6 separate regions of the Mus musculus genome follow, and all the other regions are linked to region 1. A link is a contact called in public HiCAR-type, HiChIP or PLAC-seq and promoter capture Hi-C data. All regions are on one chromosome and are shown on one strand. The core of a region is the stretch at or near the end of the contact, and the rest is flanking DNA. Distances in the headings are between cores, read along the strand shown.

The links. Promoter capture Hi-C pulls out the DNA fragments that hold promoters and counts their contacts. HiCAR-type assays count read pairs that join an accessible place to other places. HiChIP or PLAC-seq counts read pairs in DNA pulled down with a chosen protein or histone mark.
Region 2: a HiCAR-type map of embryonic stem cells shows a contact between it and region 1, with 5 times the contacts expected there. The contact joins the enhancer-like site here to the promoter of Adamts9 in region 1. A contact is called at or near these places in 6 of 39 promoter capture datasets (the 3T3-L1 cell line, 3T3-L1-derived adipocytes, the C10 cell line and 2 more), 2 of 484 Hi-C or Micro-C datasets (both in embryonic stem cells), 5 of 115 datasets of contacts at active chromatin or transcription factors (differentiating embryonic stem cells, embryonic stem cells and stem cell-derived neural progenitor cells) and 1 of 9 other capture datasets (embryonic stem cells).
Region 3: a HiCAR-type map of astrocytes shows a contact between it and region 1, with 2.4 times the contacts expected there. The contact joins the enhancer-like site here to the promoter of Adamts9 in region 1. A contact is called at or near these places in 5 of 39 promoter capture datasets (the 3T3-L1 cell line, cranial neural crest, embryonic stem cells and 2 more), 2 of 15 datasets of contacts at CTCF or cohesin (embryonic stem cells and stem cell-derived epiblast-like cells), 10 of 484 Hi-C or Micro-C datasets (the STO cell line, embryonic fibroblasts, embryonic stem cells and 3 more), 17 of 115 datasets of contacts at active chromatin or transcription factors (astrocytes, craniofacial prominence, embryonic forebrain and 5 more) and 2 of 9 other capture datasets (adipose tissue and embryonic stem cells).
Region 4: a contact with region 1 is called in an H3K4me3 HiChIP or PLAC-seq map of forebrain, with 8 times the contacts expected there. The contact joins the enhancer-like site here to the promoter of Adamts9 in region 1. A contact is called at or near these places in 11 of 39 promoter capture datasets (the 3T3-L1 cell line, HPC-7-derived erythroid cells, cranial neural crest and 5 more), 10 of 115 datasets of contacts at active chromatin or transcription factors (cardiomyocytes, craniofacial prominence, embryonic hindbrain and 5 more) and 1 of 9 other capture datasets (embryonic stem cells).
Region 5: a contact with region 1 is called in a promoter capture Hi-C map of embryonic stem cells, with 4 times the contacts expected there. The contact joins the enhancer-like site here to the promoter of Adamts9 in region 1. A contact is called at or near these places in 9 of 39 promoter capture datasets (the 3T3-L1 cell line, 3T3-L1-derived adipocytes, embryonic stem cells and 4 more), 2 of 484 Hi-C or Micro-C datasets (embryonic stem cells and uterus), 12 of 115 datasets of contacts at active chromatin or transcription factors (embryonic forebrain, embryonic hindbrain, embryonic limb bud and 3 more) and 1 of 9 other capture datasets (embryonic stem cells).
Region 6: a contact with region 1 is called in an H3K4me3 HiChIP or PLAC-seq map of stem cell-derived neural progenitor cells, with 4 times the contacts expected there. The contact joins the enhancer-like site here to the promoter of Adamts9 in region 1. A contact is called at or near these places in 12 of 39 promoter capture datasets (the 3T3-L1 cell line, cancer-associated fibroblasts, cranial neural crest and 5 more) and 13 of 115 datasets of contacts at active chromatin or transcription factors (astrocytes, craniofacial prominence, embryonic basal ganglia and 7 more).

The regions. Positions count from the first base shown.
Region 1 is chr6:92,941,845-92,944,935 of GRCm38.p6, forward strand. It overlaps Adamts9 (a disintegrin-like and metallopeptidase (reprolysin type) with thrombospondin type 1 motif, 9), which reads right to left and starts at 1,690. Exons shown (of 40, transcript NM_175314.4): 1 at 1,197-1,690; 2 at 203-603. The coding sequence starts at 1,311. The region is part of intron 1 of 9530026P05Rik (RIKEN cDNA 9530026P05 gene); the gene reads left to right.
Region 2 is chr6:93,848,059-93,851,149 of GRCm38.p6, forward strand. All of the region lies in intron 2 of Magi1 (membrane associated guanylate kinase, WW and PDZ domain containing 1), which reads right to left. Among named protein-coding and RNA genes, the nearest start is that of Gm22840, 41 kb to the right of the region's middle. Within about 2 kb of position 1,408, at least 54 of the 459 cell types and tissues checked have an H3K27ac peak or open chromatin away from gene starts, as enhancers often do. A contact at or near this core is called in differentiating embryonic stem cells, embryonic stem cells and stem cell-derived epiblast-like cells, where this site is marked.
Region 3 is chr6:93,769,215-93,772,305 of GRCm38.p6, forward strand. Magi1 (membrane associated guanylate kinase, WW and PDZ domain containing 1) reads right to left here. Exons shown (of 24, transcript NM_001029850.4): 7 at 294-329. Among named protein-coding and RNA genes, the nearest start is that of Gm23035, 23 kb to the right of the region's middle. Within about 2 kb of position 1,612, at least 55 of the 459 cell types and tissues checked have an H3K27ac peak or open chromatin away from gene starts, as enhancers often do. A contact at or near this core is called in adipose tissue, astrocytes, forebrain and 2 more, where this site is marked.
Region 4 is chr6:93,698,385-93,701,475 of GRCm38.p6, forward strand. Magi1 (membrane associated guanylate kinase, WW and PDZ domain containing 1) reads right to left here. Exons shown (of 24, transcript NM_001029850.4): 16 at 2,906-2,997; 17 at 1,232-1,424. Among named protein-coding and RNA genes, the nearest start is that of Gm23035, 94 kb to the right of the region's middle. Within about 2 kb of position 1,412, at least 17 of the 459 cell types and tissues checked have an H3K27ac peak or open chromatin away from gene starts, as enhancers often do. A contact at or near this core is called in forebrain and hippocampal neurons, where this site is marked.
Region 5 is chr6:93,605,126-93,608,216 of GRCm38.p6, forward strand. No RefSeq gene overlaps it. Among named protein-coding and RNA genes, the nearest start is that of Gm22312, 97 kb to the left of the region's middle. Within about 2 kb of position 1,481, at least 8 of the 459 cell types and tissues checked have an H3K27ac peak or open chromatin away from gene starts, as enhancers often do. A contact at or near this core is called in embryonic stem cells, where this site is marked.
Region 6 is chr6:93,572,615-93,575,705 of GRCm38.p6, forward strand. No RefSeq gene overlaps it. Among named protein-coding and RNA genes, the nearest start is that of Gm22312, 65 kb to the left of the region's middle. Within about 2 kb of position 1,562, at least 32 of the 459 cell types and tissues checked have an H3K27ac peak or open chromatin away from gene starts, as enhancers often do. A contact at or near this core is called in stem cell-derived neural progenitor cells, where this site is marked.

The DNA.
Region 1 (3,091 bases), core at 440-2,939:
TGGGGGACAGATGTGTACACTCTTCTCTTCTCGAGTGTAAGAGCACACACTATGCTGGTGGACCCCCAATTCCCGAGAACTAAGCCAGGGTTGATATTTAACGCCAGAGCATAGACTCGGTAGGTTCAGACTAGGGTGCAATTAAGTCTTAAAAAAGCAGACGAGGAGGCGGGGAGGAGGGAAGGGGCACGCGCCCACTTACCATTCCGGAGCACAGGCTGATGACCGCAGTGTGCTCGGACTTGGTATTGACATGGCCTTTGTAGAAACAGTGCCTAAGTTCCATTTCCTCCTCGGAATACAGCTTGGTCTGGTTTACCCCTGGCTCTCCAAGGAGGGTGACAGTGAACAGTGGAGCGATAAATCCGGTATGGGCGGTGAGATTAAATAGAAACTGCTGGCCGAAGGCTGAGAGGCGGTAGTGCTCCTGGGAAGAGGTAGAGGAAGACGAAGAGGAGGCGAAGGCAGGCCAGGGGTCAGAGGCAGAGTTAATGCTTCGCCGCCTTCTTTTGAAGTGCACGTTCGTGGGAAAGGGTTCCCCGAGGGGGTTCACTCGGATGGGAGACGCGATCTCATATTCGCTCAGACTCTCTAATAATTTCACTGCAGGGAGAAACAGAGGCAAGTGAGCTAATCAGTCATTTCCCCCGAAAGCTTTAATTTAAAAAGAAGATGGGGGGCTTTGTCCTAATTTATTTCGCAGCCACTTCGAGTCAATTCCTTCACGCTCCACCACTGGATAAATATTTGTTGAGCGCCTACTGTAATAGTAACAGCCGAGAACTAGGTGAGGGGCCGAGACTACAGCATTTGAAGTCAGACAATGAACAAATATAAAAACATAAAATAATTACAGATTCTGATAAATATCCTAAATAAAATAAAATGTGTGCTATCTGGTGATCCAAGCTATTAATTAGGACTGGTTTGGGTCAAGGGATAAGGAGGGTAAAAAAAGTCAGGTAAAAAGGACTGGGGGTGGGGGTGGCCCTAAAATTCTTGCAGTGCTTCCTTCCCTAATAGTTGACTAAGGATGACCCAGAGAAGGGAGAGGTTCCGAAAGGAGAGGTAATTCTTTCTAGGAAAAGGAGAGAGGCCTCTACTGCGGGGTGCCCGCCCCAGAGCGTGTTCAAGAAGGTGGCGATGGAGTGTGTGGGGGCGTGGGGGGGGGGCTTCAGGGTTCAGAGCCATGTTACCTTGCCTCGGGTGCAGCCTGTCCTTGCGCACGGCCGCCGCGGAGTCAGGGCTCCTCATCTCAACCAGGTCCGGCACCAGGAGCGTTAGCAGTGTGGCCCAGGATACTAACTGCATGGTGCTCCTCACCCCTCCCCCCGCTTCTCCCACCCCCTCCCTCCTGCCGGCTTTGGTGGCTGGCGGCGACGCGAGGCAGCAGCCTTGGAGAGCGCGCGGAACCCCGGCGCCCTGCCGCCAACTTTTTGACTTTAGGAGTCGCTGAGGTCCTGCAGAGAGGGTCCCGTCTGCGCTCCGCTGAGCAACGCTGCCGCCTGCCGTGAGCTGAGGCGCTCGGGCCGCAGGAGGAGGAGAAGGAGGCGGAGGACTAGGGCTCGGCGGCTCGGCCGCATAATGTCCAGCCTGCGGGCAGGAGAAGGCGCGGAACGTGCGCTCCGAGGCGCGCCGGGCGCCCTTTGCTGGCTGAGTTAGCCGAGCCGCTTCTTGAATGGGGGGCCAGGGGGCGGGGGCCCCCGCGGGCGCTCAAATACCCTAGGTGCACGCCTCCAGGAGGAGGAGAGGGGAGGAGAAAACGGGGCAGGCGGCCCGCCTCCTTGTAGATCCTGTCCCCTCCTCGGCCGCGGGTGCCAGGACTCACCGCTTTAGGCCCCTCCAGCTGCCGGAGGCGGAGGCCAGAGGCGCCGGCAGTGCCGGAGCAATCGGTGGCCGTCCGCGTCACCTCCCCGAGGTGGGGTTAGCAGAGATTCCCTGAGAAGGAGGGAGAGCAGAGAAAGTTCTCTCTCTCTGAGGTGGCGCTCAGCCACCCACTCCGATTCCCCTTTCCTACTTTGGTCTCCGGTTTGGAATCTCTCTCTCGCCAGGTCTTGGTGTAGGTCTCTTTGGGCCCATGTCCCTTTTCTCTGATGGTCTCTTCCTTCTCCGCTTTCTACTGAGCCATCTCCACTTCTCCGTATCTGCCTGTCCTCTTCATTCTGCCCCCGTCTCTTTCCATCACCCAACTTGGCATTCCTTACAAGAGGAAAAAAAAAAAAAAAAGTAGCCTTGCGCCGTCCTAGTCCTACACTTGATCACTATGAACCAGATTTGTCACCTGAGCTCCACTCTACTTAATTGCCCCAAGTCAAGAGTTTTAAAGGCAGGGATCTATTTCAGTCCAGTAGTTCTAGTTGTGTTTCTGATCCGCAGTTCTCTGAAAGTTTCGCAACTGTTTAAACCCGGGTCTTCCCGGGACCTCTGTCCCTGTGGCGAGAGCTCTACAGGTTTCTGTAGCCCCCCCCCCCCCAAAAAAAGGTTAAGACGCTTACTGTGCGGTTAGAGAGGGTGGGGACTTGGAAGCCCCCAACTCTGCCCGACATTTGAGGGGAAGGGAGTAGGGAAGGACTGTGAGGCCATAGGTCCCGGGGAAGGCACTCGAACCTCCAGGGATTTCCAGTCACTTCCGCTTGCTCTCAGAATTAGAGAGGATGCAAGCAGGGAAGTGGCTCCAAGCAGATAGTTCAAGTTATCCATCATCTCCCTCGGGTTGAAGATAGACATTTGGAAGTCAGAACTCTAGAAAAGGAGAAAGGAACAGAGGGAGAAGGGGGAGGAAGTAAAGAGGGAAGATTGTTAAATCATGGATAGTTAAAAAAAGCACCTTTCTTCCTTAGCTCTCAGAGGAGAGGATGCGCCAATTCAAAGGGAAAGGAAAGGGCATTTTCAGTAACTGATATGACTAATAAAGTTATAATCGCCCAAGTTTCCTAGAACCGGAGTTCTCTGCTGCTTGGCCAGCCACTCAGAACTGAGAATATCAAAGTGCCAGTAGAGACCAGCCAACAGTGTGCTGGGAGTGCCACCCATCCTGGAAACAATGATGTATACAGTTCTGATGATAGCGGAAAAATGACTTGGCAGGTCT
Region 2 (3,091 bases), core at 158-2,657, 910 kb after region 1:
TAGAAGCCTCTAAAGAAAGCCCCTAGGCTGCCCCAGCGGAAACAGTATTGAAGCTGTCTCCAGCTCTCCTGGTCCCTGACAAATAAATCAGCCACATACAGTGAGGCCAACATGCCTTTGCTCCCGCCCTCTTCTGTCCACTCCTACTGTGATACTACAAAGACATTGTTTCCCCCTGAAAGCTATGCTCAACCCTCTTAGGAAGACCCAGCCTCTGGTGTTTCCCTACCATGTCATCATGTTCTACATCTTCCCGTAGCATCTGCTATAAGCATCAGTCTACTGTTCTATGCTCATCATTCTCTATAAACTGTACTACATCACCTGCATCACCCCATGGCTGAATGCTCAACATTCAGAAGAAGACATAGGATGGAAACAGTGAAGATGGGTGGGTTCTAAATGAGAGTCTCCAAAGGCTGGCTGGCTAAGCTTTGTAAGAAAAGTCAAATTCAGGTGATTGGCATCAGATTCAAATGTTTCCAAAATAACTTTCCAAACCCTCTCCTTCCACTGCAGAATCACTGGAGTGTGACATGAAAGGAAGCAGTCACTCACTGTCATAGAAACAGTAGGACCATTTACATTCTCAGTTAACACACGGGTCAAAACCAGGAGACACTGCTGGGAACCAGGGGAGTAACAGCTTCAACAGACAACAAACACCACAGTCAGGAATGATCCTTTATGTGGTACAAACCCAAGGGCTATCCTTTAGTCAGGCTGAAGGGCACGCAGCATCCTTTTTCTGATCTGTCCCTCTCTCAAATCCTGAGACATTTCTCTTGTGTGCCAAGTACTTTCTGAAACATACATTCAAAAATCAATCACGTGAAAGGAGATGCATAATGCGACACTCCCAGATATGGCAGATAAAATATAACGGTGTCTAAAAGAAGTGTGTAATTGGACTAAAAAAATAATTACTGCATCAACGTGGTTCTCATCAATCAGCAAGATCTGTTAGAGACTATAATCTCAGCTAATATAGCCCAACGTCAATTTATGTCCAATATAGATGAACCCCAAACAGCCATGTTCTCTCCCTTTGCCCTTGCATCCTCACTATCTCCTCCCCCCTCAGGGAAACAAGGCACACATGCACACACATAAACTACCACCAAACAGAACTTTCTCCACTGCTCCCAGGGGGCCATTTGAAAGAAAATACCATTCTCTAGGGAACAAGAATACCACCCCCTGGGGAGGCCCTGTCCTTTTAACCTGTCTCTGAGTTTGTGATTGTGGGCCAAAGCATATGTGCTCAATAACAGGAGTGTAAGGAAACATATGTTAAGTAACTCTGCAGCACAACTTGGGATGAAAAGCAGGGCACTGCTTTGCCTGCTGCTGGAAACACAAAGGAATTGGCCTTCCCAGCTTCAGATGGGGTGTGTGCAGCTAGTTAGCATGTGAATCGGTTGCCCTGCATGGAGCACTTTCTGAAGACATGACAGGTGGCTCTTCACAGAACTACAGCATATGCACCAAATGTCCCTCTCACTGTTTCATCAGTACTTTGTCAAGTATGTTTTCCTTCTAGGATTAGAAACACAGAGGACTTCTTGGTCACTGGCAAGGCGTTCTAAACAGAGCAGGATCAGCCCCCGCTATAAGGGCAGCAGCTCTGCCTCCCTGCACATTCTGTTATGAAGGAAATGTGTTTCTGCTTCCTCACGAATCTAAGGCAACATTCAGATCAAATCACAGGCTGAAAGGGCTTGGCAATCAGATAGGCTCAGAGGGAAGTCCGAAGCCACACGCCAGGCCGACTCAGACACTCGGTAGCTAAGGCAATCATCACCACCAACAGAAGACTTCTTAATTTGTATTTGCTACTGGACCACTTTATCTAAAATAGCAATGTGCCCTTTATTCCATCAGCTCATGCTGCTTTATTACGCTCCACTGAAGTATGCATCACCACTGGCATTTTACATTTCTTTTGGGTTTATATATTACCTTTTTTTTTTCTAATTGAGAGGAAACAGGATCTAATGCAGAACAAGCTGGCTTCGAACTCAGTGCTGCAGATGAGACCTGCCTTAATTTCCCGACTCACACCTTTACCTCCTGGGATTAGAGGTATTCCTCCCCAGATCCACTTCTATATCCCTGCTTCATAATGGGGAGCTTGGTGAAGCTTACTGCTATATGCACAGTACCAAGAAGAAAGAGAATCCCATAGCTAAAAAATAGGAGACTAGATATAAATCTAAAATATATAAAGAGCTATATATTTTTTATTTGTTTTGAAAAGGACCTGTATTATAATAAAAAGGATCTTTTGTTTTTGTTTGGGGGGCAGGGTCTCATGTAGCCTAGGTTGGCCTTAAACTCAAAGTGTAACAAAGGCTGACCTTGAATTTCCGATCATCCTGTTTCCGTATCCCCTGGGCTTAGAGATGTACCATCAATCATGGTATATCCAGAGCTAGAAGCTGAACCCACCAGGGCTTTGGGAATGTTATACAAGCACTCTACCAACTGAGCTACATCCCTAGCTGTGTTTTGACCAAGGAGTTTTGATATAGTAGATATTGATCTAAAAATAAAAATTATCACTTTTTTCCCCCAACAAACAGACATCATAGTGCATTTCCAGAAGCTTCCTGAGAGCAGTGGAGAGCTCAAGGCCCTTCAGCTCTGCCTCTCAGGGCTTCCGTTCATCTACCCCGAGTTTCATCCACACTGTACGACCACACCTTTCCCGATGAACTGACCCTCTCGCTTCTTGCTCAGGGCAACAGCAAACGTAGCCATGCTGATGGCACACAACGACCAGTGTGCTGTGAGAGGGAAGGACGAGGAAGAGCAGCAGCAAGGTGCTGCTTAGCTTCATGGTTCCCGGTGGTGGAAGGAAGAACCAGCCTGCCTCCATTTTAGGCTTAAAAAAAATCTTAGCTGTAAAGGCAAACCCGGTTCATTCCTGTTTATGACTAAACCTCTGTTTCACAAGGATTATACTATGCCCCACCTGTAACCTTAACTACAAATGCTTCTGTACTGCCTGTTCCAGGCATGGCAATCATGTCTTTGTTTTTAAAAGTTGTTTATGACCACCTTGCAACCCTGCCTTCATTTCCAAAGG
Region 3 (3,091 bases), core at 362-2,861, 830 kb after region 1:
TACACAAGTAAAGCAATGAAGCGAAGACAGATTATATGAAAGTTCAAGGGTCATGGCAAGTATCCCTTCATTTTCTTCTCCAATTCTAAATTTAAGGGCTATTTATCGCTAATTTACTCTTTCTAGTCTCACTCTGTTCCCACGGTTTCGCTGTGAACACCGTGTATTACATACAGCTCTGCCTCATGCCTGTCAGCAAGTGCACTGCCTTTCATGGGCAAGACAGGCCGAAGCCTGTGACTGGAGAAGGGCACTCAAGGCAGAGAGGGGATCAAGCGGGTGCAAGGCATTACCTAGTTCACTGTCCAGCTCCTCGGTGTGTACCCCTTCTTCTCCAAAGGAAGAGCAGGAATGAGACAGAAAAGAGAAAGACAAATTCAGACACCAGCACCAAGAGAGAAACTCCATTAGAAAAACAGCAGGAAAAAAAAAAAAAAAAAAAAAAAAAAAAAAAAAACATCATTACAGCGACCTTACCTGAATTGTGGTTAGTTTCACTGGCTTTGGCTAGTAAACTTCTGACCTCAGTGTAAATCACAAAATGGTAAGAGCTGATATTGGCAAAATAATTAGACGGCTCATTTCCTTGCATGTCAAAATGTTATTTGATTGGTTGTAAATGATGACAAATACCTCTGAGGTTTCTATGTTCTTAAGTGGGAAGTCACTTATTACAGACCTTATTTGCAGCAGACAAAGCCGTGAGACCTTTCGATATAGGTCCTTTTAATCCTTCAATAATCCTCTCATCACAGAAGCAATTACACTCGCAATTAGAGCATTACTTAACTTAAAAGTAATGCGGCTTGGAAAAGGGAAAGTGAGGTCAAATTGAAAAGGGAGATTGTATAATGTCCCCAGTGCCTTTCAAGAGGGGGAGAAAGATCAACTATGCCACGGTGATACATATCAAGGAAATGATGCTTGAAGGCTGCGCTGAAGGGGCATCATGGCAGGCAGAGCTCACCGATTTGAGTTTGTTTGTTGATTTGTACATAAGCTTTCTAAGCCAACGGTTCAGACATAGTTGAGTGTAAATTGTGCTCAATTATTTCAGCTAGCAAAACAAGTCACCTCTGACCTCCTCTGGCTGTCAATAAAATAAGTTGGTTATTACTGAGATGAGAACATGGCACAGCACACAACATTCATTTTGTTGTTAAAGGCTCCCGAGCTACAGAGAGCAGGTGGCTGTCGCCTACCCTGGAAGGAAGCTACATGACCCCAGAGGCAAGGGGGTTCAAACCTCTTTCCAGTGTATATGCCAGTGTTCAGGGTACACTGTGGACTGTCTTAGATACTAACCATTAATCAGCTAATCCTGGTAGCTAGTTTGACCTCAGGATTCTGTCTCTGCCTCCTGGTAGAGTCTACAGACAGGCTGCCATGCCCAGCTGGCATGAGCAATCAGTTTTGAATAGCATTCTTTTTGTTGTTATTATTGTTTAAATGATCAGATTTAAATAAAATAAGGTCTGTAATAAGTGACTTCCCACTTAAGAACAAGGAAACCTCAAAGATATTACAAAATGCAAAACTGCCTATTTAGTATTACCTAATGAGGTGCACGGGAAGGCTTGCTCACCCCACCCCCACCCCAGTGAGTATGTGCCAGCCACTGTGTTAGGCAACTGTTAAAACTGGCACAAATACAATGACTCTTTTGGAAGAAAAGACATGTACAAAACTAAACAAAATTCAGTGAAATTAAGACCATGCCTAAGTCTCCAGAGTACGCTACACACTAGAGTGACGTGAATGTATGTATCTGAAGCCAAGGTCATGGAAATGGTATCTGAGCTACAATGTGAAAGATGCATGGGTGTCAATGAAAACCACTCAATTCAAGCTCTGTGAGAGTCGGATGCTTTGCTGTCGCATTCACTGACATGTCTGCAGGGTCTCCAACGGATGGATGTCTCACATAGAAGATATTCAGCAACTGTGAGCAATGTGACCACATTCTAAGGAGGAAGCCCTGAGCATCCAACTGTTAGGCAGCAACTCAGCGAGGTCTAGAGGGAGTGCAAAGCAAAAGGCAGGGCAGGGCAGAGCAGAGCGAGGGTGGCTGGACAGGCAGACCAGAACAGGCAGTTACTAAGCAACCAGAGAGGCCCCAGCAGTGCAGAGAAGACACCCTCACACTGACATAGAAAACAAAACAAAACAACCCCCAAAGCAACCAACTGCTGAGAGCAGCAGAAGGAAGGGATCTGGGTAGGAGACTTGTGTAACCCAGCTAGGAGCTCTACAGGTGGGGAAGAAAAGATGGAGTGGATTTCAGACATATTAAGGAAGCATGTGAACTGAGCTGACTCGTGCATTAGAAATGGAGGTGAAGAAAGGTGATGGATCAATTGGATTCCTGAATGTGTACCCATTTACTTCCAACCAACACGAGGAGCATTGAGTATAGGGTCAATAGTTCAGTTCTAATTATCCTGAGTCAGAAATCTCTTTGAGACAGCCCGCTGGAGCAAAAACACAGGCAACTAAAAATATTGACCTGATACTACAAGGAAGGTCAAGACTTCTAATGGTGCTAGACAAATATTGATGACCAAAGGAGTAATTATATTTATGAATAAAATTCCATGGGCAGGTGGAGCAGAGTATAAGACTTTTAACTGTATAGTACTTTGCAGGCACAGTATGTGTGAGAAGTAGAATTTCTTGATCCAGATCATGACAGCAAACAGTGAGGCAAGGCAGCTCTGTGCTTACAGCAAAACCACAAACTGACAGCTGCCATTATGTGACTATGTGTTTATGCTGTCTATGCACTCATATATCATTCTAAATGAATGAAATATGTGATTCTAATATTGATGAGATAATTACTGAATGACCTGCACTGGATATGCATGTATACTTGTGTCAAGGAAAATGCTGTTAGTGAAAAAAAAAATTTCTGTAGCCCTTCTTAATGCACCCGTTCCACAGCAGTTTTCTCAATGAAAGGCCTTCTATCATCTATTATCATACATTTCCCATGTACTTATGGTAGACATGGACTTTGAAGATCCAATGTAATAAAAATGGTTAAACTGCCTTCAAACTCATCTCTTGTCAAAGATATTAAACCTGTTCC
Region 4 (3,091 bases), core at 162-2,661, 760 kb after region 1:
CTCACCATTGGAGAACAACTCTCCGGTTCTCCCCCTTTCTGCTTGCTATCTGTTTACCTACTTTCACTTAATATGATGTCTGTAAAGGACCAACATGATAAAAATCCCAAACGTTTTAAGTCTTTCAAAATAAACCTGAAATAATAGAGCGAAATTTACATTGTCTTGCTACTTTAATTTAAACCAGGGAAATCAAATAGTTTTCAAGTCATCTCAAAACTCAAACCAAACTAGCTGACTGCCACCAGCTGCATGGTAAAAGAGCTTTGGTGGCCTGGAATGAGTTCTAAGGACACAATCTGTGGTGGAATGGGACCATTTTCAATGGCTGCCATTAGACTCTTATATTGGCATTTAATAACATCATATTGTAATTACTTATATATCACTTAAAGTAAGCTACATTAGTATTTTTTTAAGGGCCAATTAATTTTATCTGGTAGGTAACTGCTACTCTGATATTAAGACCACAGAGAACCCACAGTTTCACACCATACTTGTTCAGTAAATCAACTGACACAACGGTTAATCATCCTCTTCTGGAGTCTGCCATACCGGCGTTGAGTATAGGCTGGATGCAAAGGGGAACTGGAAAGACATACGCTTCAGGAAAGAACAGATATGCCGCAGCTTTCTTAAAGTGGCAGAGTCAGAGACGGAAATACCCTCCGAGGCACAGGCATGGCAGGAAGGGGGTGCTAAAACCAGACAGCATTTGGAGAAGCGTTCTTTGTGAGTTGATCCTGAAAGGGTATTTTAAAAATTGCAGAGGAAATCAGGGATTCCCTAGAACCGGCCAGCTCTTTGGCTTTTCAGTGAGGGACAAAGAAAAGCCTTGAGGGGCAAAACAAGAGCAAGGTGCTGGTATGAGGGCGAGCTCATTTCGCAGCCCAAACCTGGCTTCTGTTCTTTGCATCCCGAGCTGACCTTTTCTCACAGTCCTGATGGGCTCTTGAGAGGATTATCTCCTAGTGAAGAGGAAGTCTGAGTTCTGGTTGGTGAGGGGGCAAGTGGCGGGAGGATGTATGGTCAACTAGCACTCTCTGGACGTCTTTCTGGATCATATGCAAACAGCATATTAAACTACATCTGAATGACAGCAGGGCTGGCGAGAAACAAACCATCTGGAAAGTCTGAGCTCGATCACATTTGCAAACATTTGCTAAAATAGAAGCTTGAGGAGGCAGACGCAGACAAGAGCACGGTCTGGAGGAATGAATGAAAAACATACCGGCAAAGACCACTTTCCGCCTCACTGTGAGATTGACATGGCCTTGCTTGGCAGCTTGTTGCATAAGCTGGACCACGAGCTGGTGTGATTTCCCAATTACTGGTGTCCCATCCACACAGATTAATTCATCTCCAGACCTCAGGCGGCCGTCTGTGTCAGCAGCACCCAGCGGTACGATGTGACCGATATAAATCTGTTGAGTAATCAGATGACGAGTGAAACACTGCCCTGTGTTGGGTTTACTATCAAGACTGATGGCCCATGCATCTCTAAAAATAAATTCACTTTACTCATATCCACATGCATGCCACAAACAATTATTGAGCACCTACTGTGTATAAGGCATTGTGCACCTACTGTGTATAAGGCATTGTGCCAGGTCCTGTAGCAGTTTGTGGAAAGAGTAACTATTTGTTACAGGGCTCTCTGAAATAGATGCATCTGTGGTCTGTCAATCATGTATTTTTCTTCTACTCTGGGAAAATGACCACTATTTCCTTACATGAAAGGCTTTTCCTCATTTCCTGTCGATTCAAGAAACTCACTTTCATTGCACCCCACTAATTATATTGACACCTCTTCTCTTAAAGGGTCTAGTACTGTCTGCTTAGCAGTAGGGCATTTCACTAAACAGTATAAAAGGAGGGAAAAATGAAGCAGTCTGGCCATCTTTCAGGACCATAAGGCAGAGGAATGCTTATATCTAATGTCTTGAAGTTTCACTGTTCACTAAATGTGAGTTTAAATATTGGTGTGTGGCTTTGCCTTCTCAGTAGACAATAATGCTATCCTTTTCTTTACATGACATTTAGAGTTTAGAAGGTACAGGAACAAAAGGATGAAGGACTTGGGCTGTGTCAGACCCTCCATTTATACTACCTCTGTGACCTTGGGCCAGCTAATTAATCTTTCTGGGGCTTTTATTTTCTGGTTTGAAAAACAGGAATACATCCTGGATAACGGAGAGAACATGTGTTAAAAGTCTTTAGCGAGCACACCACACACACAGTAACTGCTCCAGGAATAACAGCTTTTATTCCAAAGGGACAAGGCTTCTTCTCTTTTGTTTTCCCTGCAAAGGACGTTGTGACATTAAAGTCAACTTACTCTATGAGACTGAGGCCCAGGAAGGAGACTTGGTGTTTCTACATCACTGTTCAGGGGCCTTTTTCTGTTCTTTAAAGACAGGGTGCCATTTTCCTGAACCAGTACTGCTGCCTGGGGAAGTTCCCTCTGTGCTCTAGTCATTTACTACACAGACCCCTCCCGACACTGTCTACTCAAGTACACATACCCTCTCCCTGTTGCACATGCCACAGAGCTTTGTTAGGATGCTCAATTTGCCCTTTGCTTTCCTTCTTAGTGTGTGTGTGTGTGTGTGTGTGTGTGTGTGTGTGTGTGTGTGTGTGGACAGCTGCTCACATTCCCCAGCACACACAGAAGCTGTACAGAACATTACTTTCCTTCTTCCTCAAGACAAACAACAACAACAACAACAACAACAACAACACATGCAGCTCCACAAAAAGCCAGTCTGAGATCCATACTACCCAGCATGAAAGAGCCCAGAGCCACAGCTAGCTGGATTCCTATCTTGGTGATCTGTCATTGCTGCCGATTTCCTTTGAAGCCTTAGCAAACAGCACTGGGGAAGGAAACAGATAAAAGACTCACGGGTTCCCCTGGTTCATTTCCACCCAGAATCCTAAATCCAAATCCGGTTTCTTTTCTCCAGAGGAAGATGTCCTGTTCCTGGTAATCTGGAACTGCAGAGAAGGCAGAAGGGAAAAAGATCATTTCACTAATAAAAGGGATCAGGTGTCTAAGATGAGTACAAACAGGACCAGGATGGATGGTGTA
Region 5 (3,091 bases), core at 231-2,730, 660 kb after region 1:
TTAATGAGAGCGCACCACACGCAAAGCCCTGGAGCAGCCCAGGAAATGGTGAGGAAGCAGCCTACAAAGTGGGGAAAATGCTCAACAGAGGGCACAGCAGACAAATCATTAGAAAGTGGGCACTGGACATAAATGATTGTGTAAAGGCCTGCAAATGGCTAACAGGTGTGTGCAAAATATTCACTGTCACTCCCTGTGAAGGAAACGTTAGTTAAACTATATGGAGACTGCCGCAGACCTTCTGGGTCCCTATGTCTGCGTGGAACGGGGTCTCTCGATGCGGGTGGGCAAAGCGTGGATGAATGACAGACAGACACACACGCAGGAGAGTTTGTGTGGAATCTGAATGTAATTTTACAACTCGAGCATCAGACTTTTTATGCAGAGGACAATAAGGAAGTTGGGTGACATATTCGCAAGGTACAATTGAGGTAACCGGAATCTTACATAAAACAGAGGAATGTAAACACAAAAGGTCTAACGGGAACCACCCAGGATAGAATACATTGATAACAGCTGGGATCAACAAGGGCTCCACCTAAAATTCACTAATCTTAGAAGCCAGGGTCAAGGGCTTCGCGTCCTTGCCACAGTTCCTAATTTAGTCTCTTGTATAGTCCACCTTCCCCTTAGGCCATTGTAAATAGGTGTGTATGGGTGTAACTCTGCTATAGTATCTATTCTGGTTTTTCCTTTGGTCTGAAACTTCCTTCTTTTTAAGTGATGGTAAATTCCTGTGTAAGGGAGTGACTTAGCTTTTACAATCTTGCTGAATTCTAAACCCTTGATCTTGGTCAAGGACACCCTTGGACTGTTGGAACACTGGCGGAAGGCTTTAGCCATGTCAGAGCACTTATAGGAAAATACTGAAAGAGAGCACGTGGATCCATACTCTAGACTAGCGCGGTAATGGAACTTGGGAATGAAAAATTAATGTATGGGTAGAGAACACTAGACTCCAGGAGGAGAGCTTCCTTGAAACTCTTTTGCCTCATGAGTGACTTTTAAGCCTTTCGGCTTGTCCAGTTGACTCGACCAGAGAGCGTAGCAGGAGACATCACCTCACTGTAGCAGTGAGTATTATGGAGCTGATAACAAAGGCTAGTGAGTGTGTGTAGGAAAAAAACCCAGCCACACTGTTGGGGTAACTGTAAGTTAGTATGGCTGTCTGGAGACTGTAAAAACTATATCAAGCCAGATGTAACCAGGCTCTCCCATTCTTTTGTATGTATCCAAACAACACAGCAAGGGGACACAGTTCTCTTAGGTGCATTACAACAGTGCTCATCACAGCTGAATAGCAAACTCAACCTAAACGTCTGTCACATGACGAGTGGAGGAAGAAACCTGGTACAAATTCACAATGGGATGCTGGGATGCTATTCAGCCAGAAAAGGCTGAAATTCTGTCCTGGGTGATAACACACATGATGCTAGATCATTATGTTCAGTGACATAAGACAATCACAGAGTGGCAAAGGGTGTGTGCTGTCACGTACACACAGAGGTAAAGAGGTTGGTTTTATAGAAGGCACCAGAAAGATGGTGTTTGTAAGAGGCCAGGGAGAGTAGAAAGGAAACAGGGTGGGGAAATGCTTGTCAGTAGATGCTACGTTATAGTTACATAGGACTAAGGAGGTCTGCGGGGCTACAGAAGAAAATAATGTGCTGTTCTGTAATAAAGGGTCAAGGTCAGGTTTTTTTTTTTTTAAAAATCTTTATATAAAGAAATGGCAGGTATTTGAAGACACAGATGCATGGGACAATGCATATATTACCAAACATCTCATGCTACTCATAAATATGCATGATTTATGTGTTTATGTATCAGTCTAAAATGAATTTAACTTTTTTCAATTGCTTTGTAATCATATTTTTATGAAAATATTTTTCATAGAATACATTCTGATCTTGATCTCTCCTCCCTCACCTCCCCACCCATCCAACAAAAAACAACGTTTTTTTGTTGGTTTTTGTTTATGAAAATGAACAGGCAAATAAAAAACAAATCGGACCAGAGCAAGTGGGGGTGGGAGAGTACCACAAGAAACACATTCACAAAACCAGACACAAAACCCTAAAAAAAAAAACAAAATCAATATACAAGCAAAAAAAAAAAAAAACCAACAAAACAAAACAAAAACAAAAACAACAACTCCTAAAATGACATTGAGTTTGTTTTGCATTGGCCATCTACTGCTGGCCATGGGGCCTGACCTTAACTGTGATTTGAATACCCAGTAACCACTAGAGAAAACTAAATTTCCCTTTGCAAGCAATTATCAATTGGAGATTGCTTCATCCCTTCTGTCTCTTACAGTCTTTCTGCCTCCTCTTCTATATAGTTCCCTGAGCCCTGAGGGGAAAGATTTGATGAATATATCCCATGTAGAGCTGAGTGGTCCAAGGTCTCTCACTCTCTGCACATTATCCAATTGTAAATCTCCATATCAATTCCTGTCTACTGTAAGAGGAAGATGGCTGAGCAGGCACTGATCTATGAGTATAGCAATATGCCATGAGGAGTCATTTTATTGTTATGTTCCTTTTCCAAAATGATAGTAGTTGATTTTACCCTAGGCCAATGACCTAGTTAGTCTCAGGTTCTTGGCCACCTGAATACTGTCAGTCATGGGTTCCATCTCATGGAATGGGCCTTAAATCAAATCAGATAGTGGTTGGTTACTCACACGACTTTCATGCCACTGTTGTACTGTATCATATAGGCAGGCTGCTATTGTAGCTGGGTTGTGCAGAATAACTTCTAGTACCAAGAACACTAGTCAGTAGGGTTGAAGGCTCTAAATAGGTACTAACTCAACTTCTCCATGTTCAATGAGATATGTAAATGTTGTCTTTGGCAATAAGGTCTTAGTATGAATTTGTGGACAGTAGCAACAAATAGCCTTCAAAATGTTTGAATTGTTTGAGGGTTTCCATGGGACCCCCTTTGGCAACAACTCAACTCAATTTGATATAATTCTTTTCTAAGCACTGGAGAACTCCCTTGATAGTGAAAGATGTCTACTTGAGACTTTGTCTCCCCCATTACTTGGTGTCTCTATTTAGTCATGTATGCATATATTTTTAAG
Region 6 (3,091 bases), core at 312-2,811, 630 kb after region 1:
TGCCCATTCCTGATATTAGAGGTAGGAGTCTATCACATTCAAATTAACAATGTAAGATTAGTGGGGCTACAGTGATCACACACACACACACACACACACACACACTTCCAAAGTAAGAGACATGTTTTATTAGCAAAATGAATGCCCAGCAAACAAAATTGTAAATACTGCATATACCAGTTTTTACCTGCATTGGTACCATCTGCCTCTCCTACCTTTCATATAGTCTCTTCAGTGAAACCCAGTGGGTCTCCTCCCTCACCTCCATCCTTCCTAAGGGTAACTGACCCCATTCATTCTGTGAGACTCAGCTCTATGGTTAGATCCTGTAAGAGATTTTCTCTGGCTGCCCACAACATTATAACCTTGGGCAGGAGTAGAAGCCCCCAAGAATCATACAGTTCCTTTTAGTCACCCCTGTCATTAGACTTTCGTTTATGTAACAGTCTTCATTCCTGAACTAACTCTCTTAAGCACAGGTCATTATCTAATTCAGTCCCCTGGTCTGTAAAATTAGCGCAGCTCCTGGTATCTAGTCCGTACCCAGTCTTTGTCAACTGAATGAATGTATGAAAGAAATTTTAGCATAAAATTGACCAAAAATTTACACACAGAGAGAAAGGAGAGAATTCAGAATAGTTAACAGCCAATCAGAAAGACTCCACCTATAGTTACAGAGCAGGAGGAAGAGGCCGAGAAGTATGCTGGGATGGCTAAGTGTAGTTGCTCCAGCTACTGGAACAAGGGAGCTCCTGGGTGCCAGGGACAACAAAAAGCACCAAGCTACCTTCTGTGTGCAATGGTACTGTTCATCATCTGCCACAGGTAGAGATGCTGTTGCATAATTGATAATTTCCCATCATATACCTATCCATATGCATTGAAATATATATACATACATTACATATGTGAAATAAAGGTCTGCATCACTTTGTTTTCTCTACACAGCCTCATAGAAAACCTTCAGTAGTATCCAGGAAGTATGCCTTTGGTTGGAAGGATACAAAGCCCCCTTGCCCATGATACTCACCTTCCACAGTATCTGCTCTAGCTTCAGCTCCCAGGCCAAGAGCCTCAATAACTCCCTTAGAGATGGCAGCCAAGATGATGTAAGTTCCCATGGCATTTGCCTCTCTTATATGCAGTCTAATGCTAAGCACAGCTCCCCCAGACTCACTCCATTTCCCAAAGAGAGCACACATTAGGCATCTCAGGAGAACTTAATGCAACAAGGGTTGGGAGAACCTTTAGACAAGCTAATTGTGTATTCGCAAAGGAAGCAGCACTGGCCAGGTCCTGCCAGTAGGTGAATTTATGACACATAATTCTTTCAGAATGAGACATGCAAATTAAATCAATTAAATTAAACCTGGCTGTGCTCCGCCATTCTAGAGCACACACACTCATGGTCCCATTAATTGAAACAGTACAGAAGGAGTCTTAGATTCAGGGTAATAAGTTGTGTCTGAGATAATCAACAGGCAGTGCATTCAGATTAGGGCTGAGTAAGAGGAACAGATGTTAAATCATTCAGGGATCCAGTATTGCATGCCAGAGAGGCTGGTCATGTGGCACTGACTATCAAAAGGGAGTGCAGCTTTCATTCTGTTGGCAAGGTGCACAGCTTGCTCAGGAAAGAAGCTGCTTTCTCTCCAGACACGAAGCAGACACGAGGAGGAGGGAGGGCAGTGGTTAGGACTTGAAGTGAAAGAAATCCAGTTTCAGAATAGAACTGGGTCGACGGCAGAACTCAAGCACCTATACACACATTCCTGGCTGCCTGAGACAGAAACAAGGGTACATCCTAGATGCCTCCTCCCACCCTAACAACTCTGCCCCACAGCTAAGCTATCACTGAGTCCTTCCTTTCTCTGCCTCCTAGTTTTGCTCTTAATTCATCAATCTTGCTCTCACTGGTCCTATCACCCAAGACTATCCGCCCCTCTTCAAGATGTCTCAAATGACCTCATATTGATTTGCCTGATTCTTTGTTTCCCTCTGATCCACCCTCCTCACAGACACTTTATAAGGCTTTATGTTCTTTTATAAAAATTGAATTGTGTCCCTCCTTGACAAAAAAAAACAAAAAACAAAAAACAAAAAACCCTCAATTGACTTCCCTGGTATTTTGAACAAAATCTCAGCTTTGTATGGCAATCTAATTAGCAAAACAGAACAGGTCCCTTATGTAGTCTATGGGCCCAGCTGGTCCCTATGCATCCATTTGGCCATGCTGGTCCATTTCAATATCCTCAAAGATAGTAAGCTCTTCCCTTCTCAGTCCCTTTGCAACACCACTCCTTCTTCCTGGGATAGTCTTCCCGCATTCACCCCAGCCTCACTCCTAACCTCTTTGTCTGGCTAGCCCCTCTTGTCTTACGGTCACGCCTTAAAAGTGACCTCAATATTCCCTTTGCTGAATACAATACACAAATAACATCCTTTCCCGTTTCAAACCCTAAGACCTGCGAGGAGCGTCCTTCCCCAGAGCAGTGGTTCCCACCTCCCGATGCTGTGATCCTTTAATACAGTTCCCCAGGTTGTGGTGACCCCTGGCCATTAAACTGTTTTTGTTCCCGCTTTATAACTGTAATTTCGTTATTCTTGTGAATTGTAATACAAATATCTGTGTTTTCCAGGGGTCGTAGGTAAGCCCTGTGAAAGGGTCATTGGACCTCCATCCCCGAAGGGGTCATGATCAATATCCAGAAGCTTATTGGATACTTTCTATGGTTTCCTCATTACCAGAAACTGAGAAACAGTAACCACAATTCACACCCAGGCAACCCAAGCCCATCCGTGCCTAGACAGTAGCGATGAGAGATTAAATACTCAGAGATCTTCTCCTGCTGGGACCCATTTTCTCTGTCAGCAGGCACACTGCAAAAGGAATGACGGGAGCCCACTTGAGCTGATTTGCCTTCAATCTAGTCAACAAGGCGAAGCAATTTAGCCTTGTACATTCTAACTGAGCCTTAATGACCCAACCCAGGGAGATCCCTATTAACATATCAGGGAGATTGGCTGAGAAGTTTGATTGCCCCTCTGGAGATCTATTAATCCATGATTCATTAATCTATTAGAGAAAGAT